3 separate regions of the Zea mays genome follow, and regions 1 and 2 are each linked to region 3. Evidence: chromatin contacts called from public Hi-C data. All regions are on one chromosome and are shown on one strand. Each heading gives the region's core, a stretch centred on a gene start, on an enhancer-like site or on the middle of the called end of the contact. The rest is flanking DNA. Distances are from core to core; before and after follow the strand shown.

Evidence for each region. Hi-C and Micro-C count contacts between places; a contact is called where the count stands out from the background.
Region 1: a Hi-C map of ear shows a contact between it and region 3, with 2.2 times the contacts expected there. The contact joins the promoter of LOC103632613 here to the promoter of LOC103632614 in region 3. A contact is called at or near these places in 3 of 25 Hi-C or Micro-C datasets (bundle sheath, ear and endosperm).
Region 2: a Hi-C map of ear shows a contact between it and region 3, with 2.0 times the contacts expected there. The contact joins the promoter of LOC100279247 here to the promoter of LOC103632614 in region 3. A contact is called at or near these places in 5 of 25 Hi-C or Micro-C datasets (bundle sheath, ear, endosperm and 2 more).

Annotation. Positions count from the first base shown.
Region 1 is chr7:98,719,941-98,723,321 of Zm-B73-REFERENCE-NAM-5.0, reverse strand. LOC103632613 (probable LRR receptor-like serine/threonine-protein kinase At1g07650) reads right to left here and starts at 2,034. Exons shown (of 24, transcript XM_008654363.3): 1 at 1,609-2,034; 2 at 1,118-1,262; 3 at 917-988; 4 at 747-815. The coding sequence starts at 1,879.
Region 2 is chr7:98,545,038-98,548,468 of Zm-B73-REFERENCE-NAM-5.0, reverse strand. LOC100279247 reads right to left here and starts at 1,624. Exons shown (of 12, transcript NM_001360947.1): 1 at 1,048-1,624; 2 at 532-691. The coding sequence starts at 1,242.
Region 3 is chr7:99,048,087-99,051,388 of Zm-B73-REFERENCE-NAM-5.0, reverse strand. It overlaps LOC103632614 (proton pump-interactor BIP103), which reads right to left and starts at 1,331. Exons shown (of 8, transcript XM_008654367.4): 1 at 1,111-1,331.

The DNA of each region.
Region 1 (3,381 bases), core at 785-3,284, 330 kb after region 3:
CCTTTTATATAGATGAAGGGCTACGGCCGATTAAACCTCCCATAATCGATCAAATCTACTTCTTGTTTTACCTTATGCATTAGGAGTAGTTCTAATTTAGCCCTAGTTTAGCCTCCCTCTACCTTAAATCTTCACCTCTCTTCGGCTCTACGTCGCCTAGAGGCGTCTTGGGTGGCCTGCCGACGCCAAGACACACCCTAAGATCTCTCTTCCCCGACGGGGTCCCTCCTGAGAGGCGAGATCTAGGTCTGCTACGAAGAAGAAGACCATCTACACCATCGTGAACCGTCCGAGCCCCAGGCGCAGACCATCTGCGCCTCCACAGAGAGCACCGCCAGGCGGCCCGTTCCAGTGTTTGGCGGCCATATCGACGCCAACAACATTTATATTTTTTTTCTTGTGTTAAACCTAAACAACATTTGAACTACTGAAAAGGTAGGCTTAAGTGCAGAGATATGATGACTAGTATTCATAAAGTTTGCTTTTTGACATAGGGCAAAAGCCACCTAATCTATCACAGCACAGGAAGATGGAAAAAAATGTGCTTGGGACTCGGAGTGGCGGTCTAGTTTGTTGCTACCTTAGATATTCCTTGCCGACAACCTAGGCCCTACACCACAGACGAGACAATGACTGTGGCTTCACAAAGTGCAGGAAAACCACTAACCCAGTGATACATTTTGTTCTATTCTACTAGTAGTCAAGCAAACAATAATGGCCAGGTAAAAGTGCAAAGGCACACTCACAGTCCTTGTAACTTCATCCTGGCCCACTGGTGAGGCACTCCGCCATGGAACAAGCTCCTGCTTAGATCTCTGCATGCAGCACAGGAACAACACCGTTATTCCTATTGCTCTTAACAGGTGGAGCTTGTGCACAGGTCAGCTTGACCAAGATCTGAAGATTGACAACTCACAGCTGGAGGAGGTAGGGGAGGTCAGCGAAGTCAGGCGGGAGCTCACCGGAGAAGTTCTGCCCCTTGAGGAATCTGCAAAGATTATCATGGTGCCAAACCGGGCCATGCGGTTTTGTTGGTTCAGTGAATCAAAGAAAACTGCGGCCAACGCAAATTAAAAAAAAAAGAGTGTGTGTGTGTGTGTGGACAAGTGAAGCGTACATCTCTGTGACATGGCAGACGGTGCCGTTGGAGAAGGAGCAGTCACAGTGCACCCCGGAGTCTCCGTGGTCGCAGGGACCGGCGCCGGCGGTGAAGTCCCAGCTGGACACACCAAGCCTGGCCGCGATCCGGCGAAGGACGCTCGCTGCAAGAGGAGGCGGTTCCAGCAGTTGCGTTAGTCGAAGAGAAAGAGGAGGAAGTATTAAAACGAATTTCTGGGTGGTTGGTTGCAGTTGCAGCCTTGCAGGCAGCAGCATGCGGAGCATTTTGCGGCATCTCCATGGCTGGTTTGCAGCTGAGACTCTGAACATTCAACCAAATGGAACCTTTTGTTTCAAAGAAACTGTTTCTTGGAGATTCTCTTTGGCAGGTGTTACAGCAACTAGGTAGCTCAAGGGTGAAGCTAAGCTAAGGTGGACAAGAAAGGCTGGCAGGCAAAGAACATGCTCCATGAATCAATACAGTGCAGCAGCTGTGCGACAGCAAAGCACCTTCAGCTGGAACGAGGCTCGGAGTCGGAGCGGCCGCGGCCACCTCGCTCCGCCCTGTGCCATGGACGGCCTCGACGAGCAGCAAGCCGAGGAAGAACACCATGTAGAAGCAGAAGCAGCCACATGGACATGGCGGCCTACACGCCATTGTCTCTCTCTCTTCCAGGTTCCAGGTGGAGGTAGTGGTGGCGATCAGGTGAAAGTAGTGGACGGAGTGGAGAGGAGCGTGAGTGACTTGGCTGTCTCTAGGCGAAGAAAGAGGGAGGGGCATGTATATCTTTTCTCTATCGTAAAGGCGTCTCACTGTCTCAGTCTTTTTGGAGTCTTCTCCGCGGTATCATTGGCAGGCATGTCACGTTGCCATGGGTGTACCCCTGCACTGCCGCGCAGCTGAGTTGCTTTCTGGTTGCGCTGCACCTGCACTGCACTGCAGCTCCCTCTGCGAGTCAAGGCCGGGATAGAATGCCAGAATGGTTCTTGGGTCCAACTTCCAGGCTGGCGCGATGGCGGGCTTGTCGGTCGCCGGAGTCAGACTGTTGACTCTGCTTGAGCGACGTCTACGCTCTGGTAGACCAATGCTGCGATAGACGATGCATCGCTGTCTTGCCAAGCTGGAATATAAGCTCTCGTGATCGGCAGCTTCGGTGCCGCCAAAATCCGCATGGATTCCGACCCGACCTCGACTGCATGAGCGTTCGTCGACTTCCAGAGCTGCACGGTCTGCGGCTGCGAGAAATTTTCAGCCCTGCACAGCACTTGCACTTGTTTCTTTTTTCCGGGTCCCGCAGTGTTAAGGCTTTCCGGTCCTGAAATATACATCTGTAGACCATCCCTTATATTATATAAAATCACGTAGACCACAGACGACTTCTGCTAGATTAGGCAACTGTCAGTGTTGATTAGTTGAAAAGTGTCTTTTTCGCACATTGATCACCCCCATACTTTCCAATCGGTACAGTGGCCTAGTCAACTATAGTTAATGAAAATACGATTATGACAATATTAACATATATATTTTTCATCGTGTCTAATGTGTATTTTGGTTTTTTAATTAAGAATATGATTTGTTGGTCCTATTCAGCGGAAAAGTAGTCAAAGATGTCCCGTAGTAGGGATGAGTGGATGATATTGATAGTCACACCCACAGATACGGGTGCCTACAGGTTTTACATCCATTAGGCGGGTGTTAAATTAGATTTATGGGTGCAGGTACAAGTGCTAAATTAGACTCATGGTTCAGGTGCGGGTCTAGAGTTTCACCCACGAGTGTCCAATGAGCCCGATAAATAATATTATATTGTCTTAAGTCTTAACTAGGTATATACCCGTGCGTTGCTACGGAATCAACACATTTTATTAACATACATTGAGATTAATACATTTTATTAAGATACATTGAGATTGTGAATACAAATGTGAATATCGATTGTCCCCAAGCGAACGTAGATGGATGGGTTGTCCTCGGTTGCAGTCGATCTTAGTTGGGTAGCTCGTCGCTACGGCTATATATCACATAGTTAAATCTTATTTAAATGGAATAATTATTCAAACACGTCCAAATCTTTACAATAAAGTACCATAAAGATAATTCAATACATTTCTATTGCAATCATTTGAATACTAAGGCAAATGCAAAGGATTAAGAACTCATAATAAAGTATCAATTGTTTGTGTGCATACAAGCTTAGTGGTCCAAAGGTAGCTAGCAAGTGGTACCCATATAAGAGTATATTAGTCTGGGTGGCTCCATGATAATGACACCAATCTAGAGTT
Region 2 (3,431 bases), core at 375-2,874, 500 kb after region 3:
CAGTGCAGTATCCTTGTACTTCCCATCCATATTCTACCGTATACTTTATATTTCCTTTTGTACAGCTTTTGAGCTTTAATTTATAGCTTTTTTCTATGCACGAGATGAGCTCATGCTTTGTGCTGGAAATTAAGTACTGCTTCCAACAAAGGTAGAAAGATGTAATCTGTCGGCACATGAATCTAGAATTATAAACTATCACAGGAACCTGCATGGCATTAGGAAAACTAGTGAAAAGAGCAGCAGCGACTGCTGCTTTCAGGATATAATAAAAGGATCCTAACTAGCCAAAGGAAAGGGAGGGGGTGGGGTGGAACTACTCTATTGCTCTTCAGAAGTATACTACAACAGCAATGGGACAGAAAAGATACCAGATGAAGACGCACACTACTGCACACATGCATGAACCAACAGAGGAAAGAATACACTAAACAAGCTCTATACATCGATTGCTGACAGCGAGCAAACTGTCGCTTTCGGAGCAGCACACTGACTAGAGGAAGGATCCACGATGAGCAGTTAGATCCTCACACTTTGATATCGCAGTAGATGATTTCGGGTCAAACCCAATGATGAGCGTCAGCATCGGCACGAAGATCCCGCCGCCACCAACTCCGCCGACGCTCCCAAACGCGGCACCGAAGAATCCGATCAGTGACCCCAGCACAATTTGCCACCCAAACTCCATTGGCTGCAGAAAGCAACCCCCATAAGATTCACCGAGTTAAAACGCCATGCCTTGAAAGCATTAAACAGCAATAACTATTGAAAAGTATATGTAGGTCATCGCAAATTCAATAGGATGTTGTAGTATAGTATAGCTCGATCAGTTCTATCTGCATGGCCCAAACTGGATTTCATGACAAATCCAGAGCAGCAGATGAGCTCCGGACCTACCAAAATTTGTATGCAACATCTTGCCAACTTTGTAAACTTAATCCGACGCAGAACTGCTAAACCAGCAAGTGAGCGCTGGTAAAAACAAACAAATTGTTCTTTTGTGAAAAAAATAAAACAAAGAAATCCTGAAAGGCAGTTGGTAATTACCGGCCACACGTGCTGGTACGAGTTGCCATCGCCGTTCCACATCAGATTGGCCACCTTCCGGAGCAGACTCACCTCCTCGGGCGCCACCGCGGCGCCGACCACCAGCGACAGGCGCCGGTCGGCAGCGACGACGACGGCCGCCGCGAACACGACGGCCAGCGCGGCCACGGCGTGGCAGTAGTACTTCCTCCCCATTGCTTGTCGGCTCGGCACCACCAAGATCCAAAAAAAGGTAAGAGAGGCAAACTGTGTGCAGTGCAGTCCCCAAGATCCAAAAAAAAGACGAATCCAAGGAAGATTGGGAGCTAGGCTTTCGGTACAGGGGCGCCTCTGAAATCACGGGATCGAAGGGCTGGGTGGGAGACGTAACGCGCGAAGGCCGAGCGCAACTTTTCTGGGATCCCGGCCGGGTGGCGTGGGCTGGCCTTGTTGGAAGAATTTGGAGTGCACGGCCGGGCCGGAACAGGACGTGGGAATTAAAAACTGCAGAAATGGCGGCGGCGATTGAACCTGCAGCAAGCGAGGCGAGAGGACGGAGGGAGGCGGCCGGCAATGGGGCGAGAGGAATTGGGGTGTGAGCGGCGGCGGTGTAGAGACGGTGGAGAGGGGGAGGGAGAGCCCGGAGAGGGGTAGAGGCAGCGGCAGGGAACGTGTGCGGCCCTCTGAATTCTGAAAGACGGGAAGGCGACGAGAGCTCCGTGCCAAATTTAGAAGAGGGGCGCTCTGTACAATCCTCTCGTTTTTTTTTTCTTTTCTAGAGCTGGACGCTTCGCTCACTTTTTTTTCCCACGCTTTTTTTTACGTGGCTGGAGAGGGTTTCTTTTCTTGCTTGGTGTTCGCCTCATGCAGAGACGGCGGGAAACATGTGGATGGATGAATTGGATGGATGGATGAGTACGATGCTGCATGAACATTATGCGTGCAGGTTTACACGTCCATTTATCCTTTCTGTGCATTATCAAAAGGAACTGGAAAAAACAATGTCGTTTTTTTTTTGTTGGCATCTCGTGAAAGAAACACAAGGCTTTCCGTTTCCCGTGACCAAGTAGTAGTGGAGAATCTAGCTAGCGCTGCCGCTGCTTTCTGTGTTTTGCACGCCCGTGGAGAGAATAAACGAGACGTTCCCCTTTCCAAGAGAAAAAAAGAAGACAAAAGCTTCTTCTTCGTTGAGGACGATGAAGATTCCCCGTCATCCTGGATGGATGGCTGGCTGGTTGCCAATATGCATTGCCACATTGTCATGATCATCCCTTGATTTGTACCACACATATGCATGGATTGCAGTTCATGGCTTCTTCACTGCCACAAATATTCATTTCAAGCTTTCTTCTACTTGTTGTTGTTTTTATATACTTGTGGCCAGTCAGTTTTGGTCTGGCAAACTCACATTCTTCATATAATAACATATATGCCCTAACCTTGCTAGATTTCTATGTGTGGTCATGCTAACGTAATACATGGCTGTTTGGGTCTATTTGGTTGTCGGACTAATTGTCGAAGGGAAATGACGACACGGAACGACACAAACGGGGGCTGATAATAATGTCTCGTTTCGCTGGTACAACTGACAACCATCGGGTCAAGAAGACAATTATTTCATTTTACATTTTTTTCTTTTGTGCATCATCACGAGCACACGGAAAGGAACATCGTGGCCGGCCCCGGGAGCGCATTAAAACGCTAGTGCTGTTTCGGTTTGGTAGGATCGCGGACGCGAGTATAATCAATTAATATAATGGGTGGAGTTTTTTAGGGCATGTTTGTTTTCTCAAATAATTATATAATCCTGCTTATTTTATATAGATTATGTAATCCGGTATTATGATCTCTAGACATCTACTGTCTTTAACCTCTCTGGTTACAAATAATATATGGTCATCCTGGATGATTTCACTCGTTTTCTATGGACTTTTACTATGTGGCTCAAGTACGACACCTTTCACAACCTTACCCATTTGTTTGTTTGGGTCTCCACCCAGTTCTGTCGCTCGGTTCGTGCCCTTCATTATGATAATGGCCACGAGTTCGACAACTCCACCTCTCACTTCTTTCTCTCTCACGGTGTTTAGTTGCGACTCTCGTGTCTCTACACCTCCCCTTAGAACGGTCGGGACAAACGGATTATTCACACCACTACTAACATGATCCACTGTCTCCTCTTTTAGACGTTTCTTCATGCCAGCGCTATTGGGCAAAGGCCTTAAACACTGCTACCCATCTTCTCAACTACCTTCCCTCGAAAGTGGTGAGTCACTCCACCCCTCACTTCACTCTGTATGACACAACCCCTCCTATGTCCACCTTCGCGTATTTGGTTGTGCCTACTATCCCAACACCTCTGCCATGGCTCCATACAAGCTCTTTCCTCCCTGCACTCGTTGTCT
Region 3 (3,302 bases), core at 82-2,581:
GGGGCTGGGATGCACCTGCCATTTACACATGCAGTTGCATATAGGGAATTCAGAGATTGTTCGGTGAGATATGTGGAATTCAAGGAACTGACACTCTGCACCTTACAGTTTGTAATAGTTCGCTTTCCTATTTCTTTCTGTTTCCCGAAGTGGAAAAGCGGTCAGACACACTGGGCCAGTGTGCTGATGGAGTTTTGGTGCTGGGTCAAGTTACTTCAGCAGACAGCGGATCTGGCAGATAGTTTGAACGAGGCATGCAACTGGTAGCAAGTCACAGCTCACGCGTTTTCTGGGCAAGGTGGCGATGATGTAAAACTGCCGACTGAATCACTGGCACACAAAGCCCACACCCACATGGCCTCATGCTATCTACCCAACACACACCAAAATGGGACTGCCTGGCATTAGCCGGTCCTGGCTATGATTTACTCTTCATTGTGCAAAAATATGTACTCCAACATCTGGTCTTAACAGAATTGCGAAACAGTTTATGCATCCAGTGGACTGAAACTGAGAGAGATAATTGTAAAGTATGAAATATATTGGCAGAAAATAGATAATCCAGATATGGTATTGAATTTAATTTAATGGACACAGTCCATCCGTTCCAATAACATGTTAGAGAGTCAATCCTATCAGAATACTGCAACAGAAAATTCAGCACACGAATTGAACCCGAAGAAACTCGAAACATACAAGACAACGGACTAAGGCTACTCGCGGAAACGCGGGAAATTCAGCACTGCGATCCGATTCAAAGACCAGCTACCAAACCCCGTCGAATCCAGGCATGATCCACGAGGCACCGCAGATCGCACCCGCGCTTCCACCGATCCTCTTAGTCTGGCGCGCAGACTGAATCCAAGCCACGGGTCGATCCAGATCTACGAGGCCCACGCCCTTAATTACCCCCCGCGACCATTTCAATCCACCCAGAGGCCAGTGGCGGGCGGGCGGCAGCGGTAAAGGGCAGATCGAATTTAGCAGGCATAATATGCATACACTCGTAATTACGTCAGATCCGAATACAAATAACCAAATAGCTTAAGTTAGGCTTGGGGTGCTCGTTATCGCACAGCAGGAACTGAAAAATTAAGGGGGTGGGCGTACCTACCGGGTGCTCGTCGCCGGCAAAGGATACCTGGGCACCAGGCGTAGGGAGGCAGCGGCTGTCCCTAGTCGCCGCTGAGAGAGAGAGAGAGAGGCAGAGAGGAAGAGAGAGACAGAGCACGCGGGGAGAACAGAAAGAAGAAGAGGACACAACGAATGAACACGCAAGCCTGGTATAAAGCCCGGGTACAAACTGCATTGGGCACGGGCCGGTATTGGATGTAGGACCGTAGGAGCCGCCAAAAAATACCACTGATATACATGGTTTTCTTTATTAGACTATTCTCATCAAAAGGTATAAATAATCCTATAATTACTATTACACTATCTTAGAGTAGAATTTAAAATATGTGGTACTATAAATTTTGGATGGTTTGGATCTGTTTATTTTTAAAGGAATTTAGAATCTACTTAATAAAATAGGCAATTTAGCTTGGAATTTTTTATTCTATCATTTTCAAAGTTTAAATATAAACCATTCTCAAAATTATAAGGTGATACATAGAAATTGATTTTATGTATCATTAGACTATGCTTCTATTCTATATTTTATAACACGCTCTTGGACTTGTTTCCCTAAGTAGAAATGTAGCACTTAAATATCTTCTCTATGTTACCAGTATTAGTATACAAATATATTCTTATAAAACCATATTTTACAATCCATACTTCTCGCGTTAGTTAGTGTCATTTTCTACTGAAACTTAAGATTAGTTTGAAAATTCAAATCTTTTTCAGGATTGGAGGGGATACATTTCCCCTTTAGGGCTTGTTCGGTTATTTTCAATCCATACGGATTGAAGGGGATTGATACGGATTATGAGAGATTTTGACTTACTAGGGATTGAAACTCCTCAATCCATATGGATTGGGGTAGAACCGAACAAGCCCTTAAGATTAGTTTGGATACTCAAATCTCCTTCGGGATTGAAGGGGATTGAAGAGGAAATTAGTTTATTTCCACCTCAATCCCCTCCAATCCGAAGAGGATTTGATGTTTCCAAAGTAGCCCTCAAACCCTCTAATCCCAGAGCCCCAGATGGGATTTGAGTTCCCAAATGATCCATGAGGTCATCTCTAGCAGATCCTCTATCTCATCCTTTATCTCATCTTTCATTTTAACTTCACTCTACAAACAGTGTCATCTATAATTTCACGTCTCCTATTTTACATGATCCACCGAAGAATATCTTATACTAGAAGATAAAGGTGACCATTTATTGCAATATCGCTTCTCTCGTTAGATAGTGTCATTTATTTACCAAAACTAGAACACCAGGCGTCCTTTGGAGGCCACCTGAAAAAATTAAATCGATCGGTGCTTAATAGACATTGTTTTATAATTACAAAGTAACCGTTAAGATCTAAGTGTTGGGAGCCTTCGTCTTCCGAAGGTCGTCAAAAATATGATTTAACAATGTTTCCCGAGTGTAATATATGAACCGGTGCTTTCGGACTCGGATCAGAACCACACAGTGTGAAAAGCACGAACAATACGAAGGTTGACGCAACGCCGAAGTTACGTGCAAGGGAGTTTCGACATAACGGCAAAAAAGGAAACCGACTTAAAAGGGAAAAGACTATTTAGACCTCGGTGGACTACCTTAAAGTCATTAGCAAGTGTGAAGGGCATGAATGTAATTTTATACGGGCTGTGTTCCGTGCCTATAAATAGATGAACAACCGTACTGTTCACGCTGACTTGTATTCATTTTTGCGTCACGCTTGTACTTTCATTTTCTGTCAAGCCGAAGGTACAAATGTAATTCAATATTGTCATTATTCATTTGCTCATTTATGATTATATAATAAGAAATGTGTATGGTTATGTTATATGTTTGTTCACATTATCCCTTATGTTTTACATGCTTCATCTGCCCTCGATATGTTTATGTATATATGTTAAGATGATGAAGGTATGCCCTTCATGACCTTCGTCCGAAGATCATTATATCCTTAGGGAAATAATGTTCCGAAGGACGAAGGGCATTAACAAATAACCTGTTTTGTGTTGCCTTGTTCTCAATTTATAGCATTTGAGAACAAGTCCCCAACATTGGCGCCCACCTCCGGTGAACCCTTTTTCGACCACCTTCGGCAAGCACCGACCTTCGTCATGCCGCCGAAGAAAGCTTCAGCGCCAGGGGCTGCCGCACTACAACCACTGGACCCAAATCAGGAGACCCTTTCTC